Linked DNA regions of Zea mays: all the other regions are linked to region 1. The links are chromatin contacts, called in public Hi-C and HiChIP or PLAC-seq maps. All regions are on one chromosome and are shown on one strand. The core of a region is the stretch at or near the end of the contact, and the rest is flanking DNA. Distances in the headings are between cores, read along the strand shown. Region 1 holds the start of LOC100277063. Region 2 holds the start of LOC100283949. Region 3 holds the start of LOC100382392 (cold shock protein-1).

The links. A called contact is a pair of places that touch in the nucleus more often than the background predicts. HiChIP or PLAC-seq counts read pairs in DNA pulled down with a chosen protein or histone mark.
Region 2: a Hi-C map of leaf shows a contact between it and region 1, with 7 times the contacts expected there. The contact joins the promoter of LOC100283949 here to the promoter of LOC100277063 in region 1. A contact is called at or near these places in 3 of 25 Hi-C or Micro-C datasets (bundle sheath, ear and leaf).
Region 3: a contact with region 1 is called in an H3K4me3 HiChIP or PLAC-seq map of leaf, with 5 times the contacts expected there. The contact joins the promoter of LOC100382392 here to the promoter of LOC100277063 in region 1. A contact is called at or near these places in 1 of 25 Hi-C or Micro-C datasets (ear) and 1 of 3 datasets of contacts at active chromatin or transcription factors (leaf).

Annotation. Positions count from the first base shown.
Region 1 is chr1:183,957,643-183,960,190 of Zm-B73-REFERENCE-NAM-5.0, forward strand. LOC100277063 reads right to left here and starts at 1,267. Exons shown (of 1, transcript NM_001150730.3): 1 at 402-1,267. The coding sequence starts at 1,126. The coding sequence ends at 629.
Region 2 is chr1:183,729,747-183,732,294 of Zm-B73-REFERENCE-NAM-5.0, forward strand. LOC100283949 reads right to left here and starts at 1,286. Exons shown (of 4, transcript NM_001156847.2): 1 at 1,026-1,286; 2 at 726-818; 3 at 430-633. The coding sequence starts at 1,203.
Region 3 is chr1:183,815,600-183,818,147 of Zm-B73-REFERENCE-NAM-5.0, forward strand. LOC100382392 (cold shock protein-1) reads right to left here and starts at 1,285. Exons shown (of 1, transcript NM_001175137.1): 1 at 338-1,285. The coding sequence starts at 949. The coding sequence ends at 479.

The DNA of each region.
Region 1 (2,548 bases), core at 17-2,516:
CTCACCCTCTGACTGACCGACTGACGTGTGCAGCTCGTTCCTCGTACGGGGGGGGGGGGGGGGGGGGGGGGGGGCATCGGTTCAGTTAGAGATGGACTGTGCTTGCCATTCTCCTGCTCGAATACCAGGAATGTTGATTTTGCCAGTTCCATTTCGATCCTAGCTACGATCGTGCATTGGCTTCTTGTATCAACGTACGGTTTAAAGTCAGTAGTCATGGTTTATCAGGCTGGGGTTGGCATTCAGTCAGAGACAGGACACACGGATGCGTTCGCTGTCATGTCAGGCAACCCATCATCTCCCCCTACCTATGACAAGTAAAAAGAAAAGAAAAAAAGAGGGGAGGAGGACATTTTATTTTTTTCACATAACAGACATTGCTACGACTCGCATAATAATCCTGCGCTAAAATATGTCTCCTTTTTTTCATTCATTCACAGAGTGATTCTCAAATTCCATCACCACGCATAGCTAGCCCTCGCTAATTCAAGCTTGACACCGAAAGAAGAAGAGAAAAAAAGAAGAGGAGGAGGAAGACCAGCAGCTAGAACTGAACATGACAAGACGCACTAGAAGATCGAAGCAGAGAAGACGAGCAGGCCAACAGGCCGCGGGCAGTGAGTGGATTTCAAGCATCTCTAGGGTCCACCGCCTCCGGCCGTTTGGCCAGCTTCACCATGCTCCGCTCGACGGCGCCGGCGGAGCTCTTGCAGGAAAGGCCGAGGCGCGCCCACGCGAACCGGCTCCAGCCCTGCCTCTGCCTCGGCGCGCCGGTGCCGGTGCCGGTGCCGGTGCCACCGGCGTCCCCGCCCCCTCCTCCTCCTCTGCTGCCGCTCTTGGTGCACGCCAGGTACGCGGCCAGGAACGGGTCGTCCTCCGGCCGCACGGCGCGGCCGCCGGCCCTCGACGACAGGCTCCTCGCCGCGGCCCGGCCCGGCGGCGGCGGCACCGCGAGCCGCCGCGCCGCCTTCGTCGTCGGGCTCCCCGCCGGCGTGATGACGGCGGTGGTGTCCCCGACGCCGCCTTCCGGCCTTTTGGCGGTGACGGTGACGACAGGCTCCCACGTGAAGACCACGGCGGCGGCCGGCGGCTTCTGCACGGCCGCTACTTCCTCCTGCTGCCCCATCGTTGGCACGCGAAGGCTGTGTCCTGCCGTCCTGTTTGTATATTGGAATGGATTGTCTCTCTGCCGCGTGTGTGTTTCTTGGTGTGAGGAGACCCAGACGGAGGTGGAGGAAGGGGGGAAAAACGGTGGTTGGCGCTCAAGGGAGAGGAGGTTATCGGCAGAGCACTGGCATTTAGGGCTAGTGCAACAAGTGATGGCGATGGTGGTGGTGGTGATGGTGGTCATGCAAAGCAAGCGTCGAATGGATGCCTTCCCTTCCCTTGCCTTCTCTTCTCTCCTGCACGACAAACGTGTGACCAAATGGTAATGGTGGTGTTTGTGCTCGAGCAGTTACGGGTTAGGAGCCAATTAGCTCGCCTCTGCATTCTGGCTCCTACTCTCCTCTACATTAGTCGTCTCTTGGACTTGTATGGAAGGTTGGTGGCCATATCCAGGGTTCAAAATTTTGGCGATTTTTTTTTTGAAACCTCAACAAAATCTAGTGAGTTAGAGGGTGAAAGAAAAAAAAAAGAAATTTCTCATTTCGCAAATACACATGCTTTTTCGATATTGTATGCAGAGGTACGTACATTTGGACCGAACCGAACGTAGTGGGCTGGTCCGAAGCACGGCATGACCCAAAATTATGCATCGGCCTATGTCTGGGCCGAGGTTACAGCCGTGAACGGGCACAAGAGAACGACACGTTTATGGAGGCACGAAATAGCCCATTTACAGGCACGAAAATATATATATTCATTTGGTCATCCGCTACTAATCATGAAATACATCCACTCCAATTTGGATAGCTGCTTCCTTAATCATGGAGGTGAGGTGTCAACTACCCATTGGTTTTGTTTGTTTTTTAAATTATAAAGCTTGAAATGTTAATATTTTTTATATTGTTTTTATGCTGCATACCGTCTTGCTAGCACAATTACTTTAGATATAAAGGGAAAGGGAAATGGGCTTAAACATTTCATATAATCGATTTTAGTGTTTGATGTCTATCACAGACCATGTGGACTAACTAGTTTGCCTAGTTGTCATTTATCTCAGGTGCATAAAGTTCAACATAAACTAACAAAGAAAATGAGTTAAGAACTCTACAAAGTTTGGAGCAAAAACAAGTATAGGTACAGCCAATGGCACACCAGACATTGTCCAGTGCCCAGGCCGAGGCACTTCGCGAACTGGCCGCTCTCGGGTTTTTTTTCTCAGAGTCACTTCGTTATAACACCGAATAGTCTGGTGTGCACCAGACTGTCCGGTGAGCCAACAGAGCAACGGTCAACTGCGTCCAACGGTCGACTGCGGTGAACAGTGAACAGTGTAGAAGGCAGAAGTCAGAACTGCAAAGTCAGAACACACCGGACTGTCCGGTGTGCCACGGGACTATCCGGTGCCGCAAGAGGACAAATGACTTCAACGGTCAACAGCTCC
Region 2 (2,548 bases), core at 36-2,535, 230 kb before region 1:
CTCTTCAATGATAATCTGGCCTGATGAAAAACAGACCACAATACCGAATCATGTCATGGTAAAGGCTTATTAAGGGAGGCCTTATTTATTTTTATCGTATATTATATAAATTGGATTATGGTGGAAGAGTAAAAAGATAAAATATCACTTTGAAATTACAAATAAGCTAAAATAAATTACACAATGCTCGCTTCTTTCAGCTTATTCGTAGTCACAAATTGATATTTTACCCTCCTATTTCACCATAATCCAACTTATATAATCTAGTAGAAAAACAAAAACACTCTAAGTTGAAAGAGTTTATGACTTCACTGACGTTACAAATAGCTTTTCTAGGATTGAGCGAGATGATCAACACAACAAAGATCATGTCACATAGCAGCATATAATTAGGGCAAAACAAAGGAGGAAGTGAAGATCCGGGCGTACCAGCTTCATCAAAAACTTCTTTCAGCTTCAGAACATCTCTAATCGCTATACAGGTATGCCGATCACGTCCGCCGTGCTCGGGGCGTCCGGTCAACGGATCAGGATTCGGCAGCTCCATCAGGTGGATCATCTCAGAACCCACCCAGAGCCAAGCGCCCCTGTACGGGAGCTTGTCGTTTGGCCGAGCTGGATTCACCCTCAGACCTGGTTGAGCAATTGATTCCGTCAGCTCATTTGCTTTCCAGGCGAACACGCCGCAGAGAAGAGCAGAAACACGAGGTGAATAGCCAGCTCACCCAGTAGGTCCTTGTAGAACGCCAGTGACCTCTCAAGATTCTCGCACAGGATCCCGACATGGTGAATGCTTACAACTCCATAATCAGGTTCTGCTGCCCCACCAAAGAGCAGACGGCAAATCTGTTAACAACTCGTACTGGGAAATTAAAGATGAGCAGCCACGGGAAACCTAATGTCCGGTTCTGGATCCAGTGGTAGGATAGTTCGTGGACATAGTGCGAAGCTAACTACAGTGGGTCGGATTGGATTTGACATTTTATATAGCAGCCAGGCAGCAGCAAGAGGCAGTCACGACTCACCGTGCGCCGGTTCCTGCGCGGTGACGAGCTGCTGCTCGCCCCCGCCCGTGGCAACCGAAAGTCGCGCTGGGATGCGGCGTGGCGCGGCGGCGGAGGGGAGAGGCTGTGCCCTGGCCGCCGACGGGGCTGTGGATGCGGAGCGGAGGGGGAGAGACCCTGCGAGCCACCCCGTCGCCATTGCTGCCTTTGTTGCCAGGGACGCCTCCGCTTGCGTTCTACCCCGCGGCCCGCGCGCGACTTGTGGACTGTATGGTATTGGGCCTCTTTCTTTGTGTCGCTCCGGCCTTTCTGTCATTTTCTCCCCCACTTTTGCTTTTGCTGGTTGTTTCAACTTATTTCAGGCTTCTTGTCTCCCCCCCCCCCCCCCCTTGTGTCGCTTCAAGTTGCTGACAACCACCAAACGTTAGTTTTCAGATCGTTTTTATAAGAATCATTTTAATAAAAAATCGTCTAAATTCATCATAAGAATTATTTTAATGAAAATCGTCAAAATTCAACCTAAACATATAATCACAGAGTTGTCACGATAGTAGGAGTCTAGATCTTAACCTCTATAGACATCCTTCATCTTTCTATGTACATAATCACGTGATATTCTTCCCCAACCAAATTCTTAGCAAACCTCGCCAGAAAATAATGAAATAAACATACCCATAATCACTTCTTTCGGACGGTTTTCGACGATTTTTGAATTTTAGATCTGTTTGCAAATTCAAAACAAAAAAAATTTTCATGAATCCCGACGAAAAACCGTGTTTCTGTCTGGTTTTCGGTATTTCTCAAAAAATCGGTGTACAGGTTTTTACTTTTAAAAAAATCCTGAATTCCAATTTTCTTTGGGAAAATTTATTGTTTGTTACAAAAAAAATATGATTTTTTAAATAAAAATAAGTATAAGATATACCATGTTGCTCAAAACACATGTAGTTTTCATCATAATTTTTCCTCTGTTTTTTTTAATGTTTAGAATCTTAAAGCAAAATTTTAAAGACCAGGAACGAGAAATCGGCCTAAACCCCACGGTTCCCGACCGATTTATAAAACTTGATGAACGCCGGCTAATCGGGCACTACAGTTCCTGGAAACTAATACTAGTCGTTAGATTTTTTTTATAGATTATTGTGAATATGAATTCTAATAAAATATATACATATATATAATTTAATATATTAAATCCTATGATATCATTTAGGGATGTGAATTTTGACGGGTTGTATATATAAATTTTGATATATGAAATGTAGGTGTGTTTTGGCTTTTGTTTAAGCGGTATCATTATCTCGTTTGGTGGCTCCAATCAAGATTAATGTTTTTTTATTTGTCGTGAGTCCAACTCTAACTGAGACTAAAGGGGAAAAAAAAACTATTCACTACTAGTGTTGATTAAGGTTGTAACATCGATTATTCAGGATCGTATCGTCTATACTGATTAGCGGTGGCAGCAATTCTGATTAGTGTTGCTGCTTTGAAATTGGTTGTGCTGTTTGGTGTTGTCTAGGATTTTTTTAACTCGAATATTTGTC
Region 3 (2,548 bases), core at 35-2,534, 140 kb before region 1:
TATAACGTCTGGTCAATGGTTGCGCCAATGAATCAATGGTGTACGCAGCGTGACTGCGTGAGTAACTGTGTGAGCGAGCCTTTTCCGGCTCCAGGTGGCTTACATTACAGGAGCTTCAGCTGGAAATGCAATGATTCCATCTCCATCAGATTGCGTGCAAAATTCGTTATATGTAATAGCTGATGAAGCACACTGCATGCATGGCCGACATCGATCATGCGTGGCGTGATCCAACGCCTTATTCATTAATTAATGAACCAGCAGCAGCAGCAGTTCATCGTAATTCATAGTTCCTCTGAAATTAACCAGCTGGTACTGCAAGAGCAAGGGGCCGATTACTATTGTATACTGTATATATATATATATATATATATATATATAGTACAAGCGCACACACACTGTATGTAGTAGTATATATCGTCATCGATCGAGTGGAGAGCCATGAGCAGATAGCTAGTTAGCTCTACCCGTCGATCCATCAGCAGGTGGCGGTGCACTTGTCCTTGCAGTCGACGGTGCAGGACCCGCCGCCGCCTCCGGCTCCGTATCCGCTGCCGGAGCGGCTGTAGGACCAGAAGCAGCGCTTGGGGCACGCCACCTTCTTGCCGTAGCAGGGCCCCTTGTCCTGGCACATCACCGTCGGCGCTTCCACGCCGCCGTGTGCGTACCCGCCACCGCCGCCGGAGCCCGCGCCCCACCCGCCGGCGCCAGAGACGCCTGCAGGTCCGTAGCCCGCCGGGACGGCGCCGTAGCCGCCATGGTAGGAGTAGTAGTTAGGCTCGGGAGGGTTGTTGTTGTCGTTGTTTCGGCCAGCGGCGGGCGCCGCGACCGCGACCGCGAGCGGGTTGGCTGCGTCGAGGTCGCGCGCGGCGGAGGCCACGGAGAAGAAGCCGGCCGCCGAGAGCATGAGCATCGCGAGGAGGTGCGGGGCGTGGTGACGCGCGGCCATGGCTATGACGACGGTGATGATGATGATGATGAAACGAAGCCTGTGGAGTGAGTTGAGTGCCGATGGCCGTGTCACTGTGCGATGGCGACGCCAAGCAGCAAGAGAGTGTCAGTAATCAGTAGTCTCTCCGGCACCGCATATATTTACATGCACCGGGCCCGGCCCGGGGCTGGACTGCTGGAGGTTGTCACCAGCTCCAGCTGAGCTGACCAGCAACATCATCCAGACTGGTTGTGCTGATCATGCATTGGTTACAGCTACCTACTACTACGAGTACATGCATATACAGTAACAGGATCATGTTCCATGCCATGCTCGCTAGCTCCACCATTCCACACTACATACTGTCTAGCTATCTACACGTACAAAAGTCCACCATTCCACTATATATATACAGGAACAGGAAACAAACAAAGGAAAAAGAAAAACACGAACAAAATTCCATATTTCTATTATGCGTACTGTAGTCTGTAGGCGACGTGTGAGCGTGACCATTACCTGACCCAGAGCTGGAAACACAAAAGGGGTTTGGAAGCTGTCCTGTCGCCGGCCGGCCGGCCATTTTACACGTTTGCGTGGACGACTTCCGTGGATCGATGCTTGCTTTGTTGTGCAGCAGCACGGTGGCCACTGCTTTACAGACTACAGAATGAAGCATGTGGCCCTTCTATTCATTCCTCGATGATGCCCTGCCCACCCTGTTCTGTTCATGAGCACATGCATGGACGCGGACACTCGTGCGCGCAGGAGCCACGGAAGCCGCAGTTGGGTGCAGCCGTGCAGTGCAGGTGGGCCGACGTTGAGGAGCCCGCGGCACTACTATGGTCATCACTCCACTCGCTAATAATTAAATTAAACTTGCCGCCAAAAAAGAAGAAAAAAAATGATTCGTTTCTTTTTCATCTTTTTATAGGCAATGGCGCGGTGTCGTAGCGAATCACTCACTCGCAGGAGCCATCAGATCACTCCACACCTCACTATAGTTAGTAGTATAGCCAGCAAGCTGCTGCAAACCAGACTACCAGACCATGTCAACACTCGCCGCCGCCGCCTCCTCCTCCTCCTCCTCCTCCTCCTCCGCCACCTCCTCGCCGCGGTGCGTCCCCTTCGCTTTCCGCCGCGGCGCCGCGAGGAGGCGTCTGCCGGCCCCAGGCGCAGGCGGCTGCGGCAGGCCGCTGTGCCGCCCCGCCGAGGCCCTCGGCGGGGGCATCCAGAGCGCCTTCTTTGCGTCCCTGGACCGCTGCTCGTGCGTCGAGATCCGCACCAAATCGTTCAAGGAACCGGAGCCGGACGCCGTGCCCCTTGTGCCGCCGCCGCCGCCCCACGACGACAGCAGCAGCGCCGCCGCCGCGGGAAGTGGATGGAGGAGGAGCGGGTCCGCCGCCGGCAAGCCGCGCCGTGGGCTCGGCTGCTGCACGCCCACTACAGACACCTAATCGTGCATGCATGCATCGTCGTCCTCGCTCGTCAAGTTAAACATATATCTTGTCTTAATTAGAGTATACGCGTGCAGTGTGTTGTTGTTAAGTAGGTTCGTGCTCAATCCGCGGTCATCAGTCTGTAATGTAACCCGAGCTAGCTAGCAGCTAACTAGCTGCT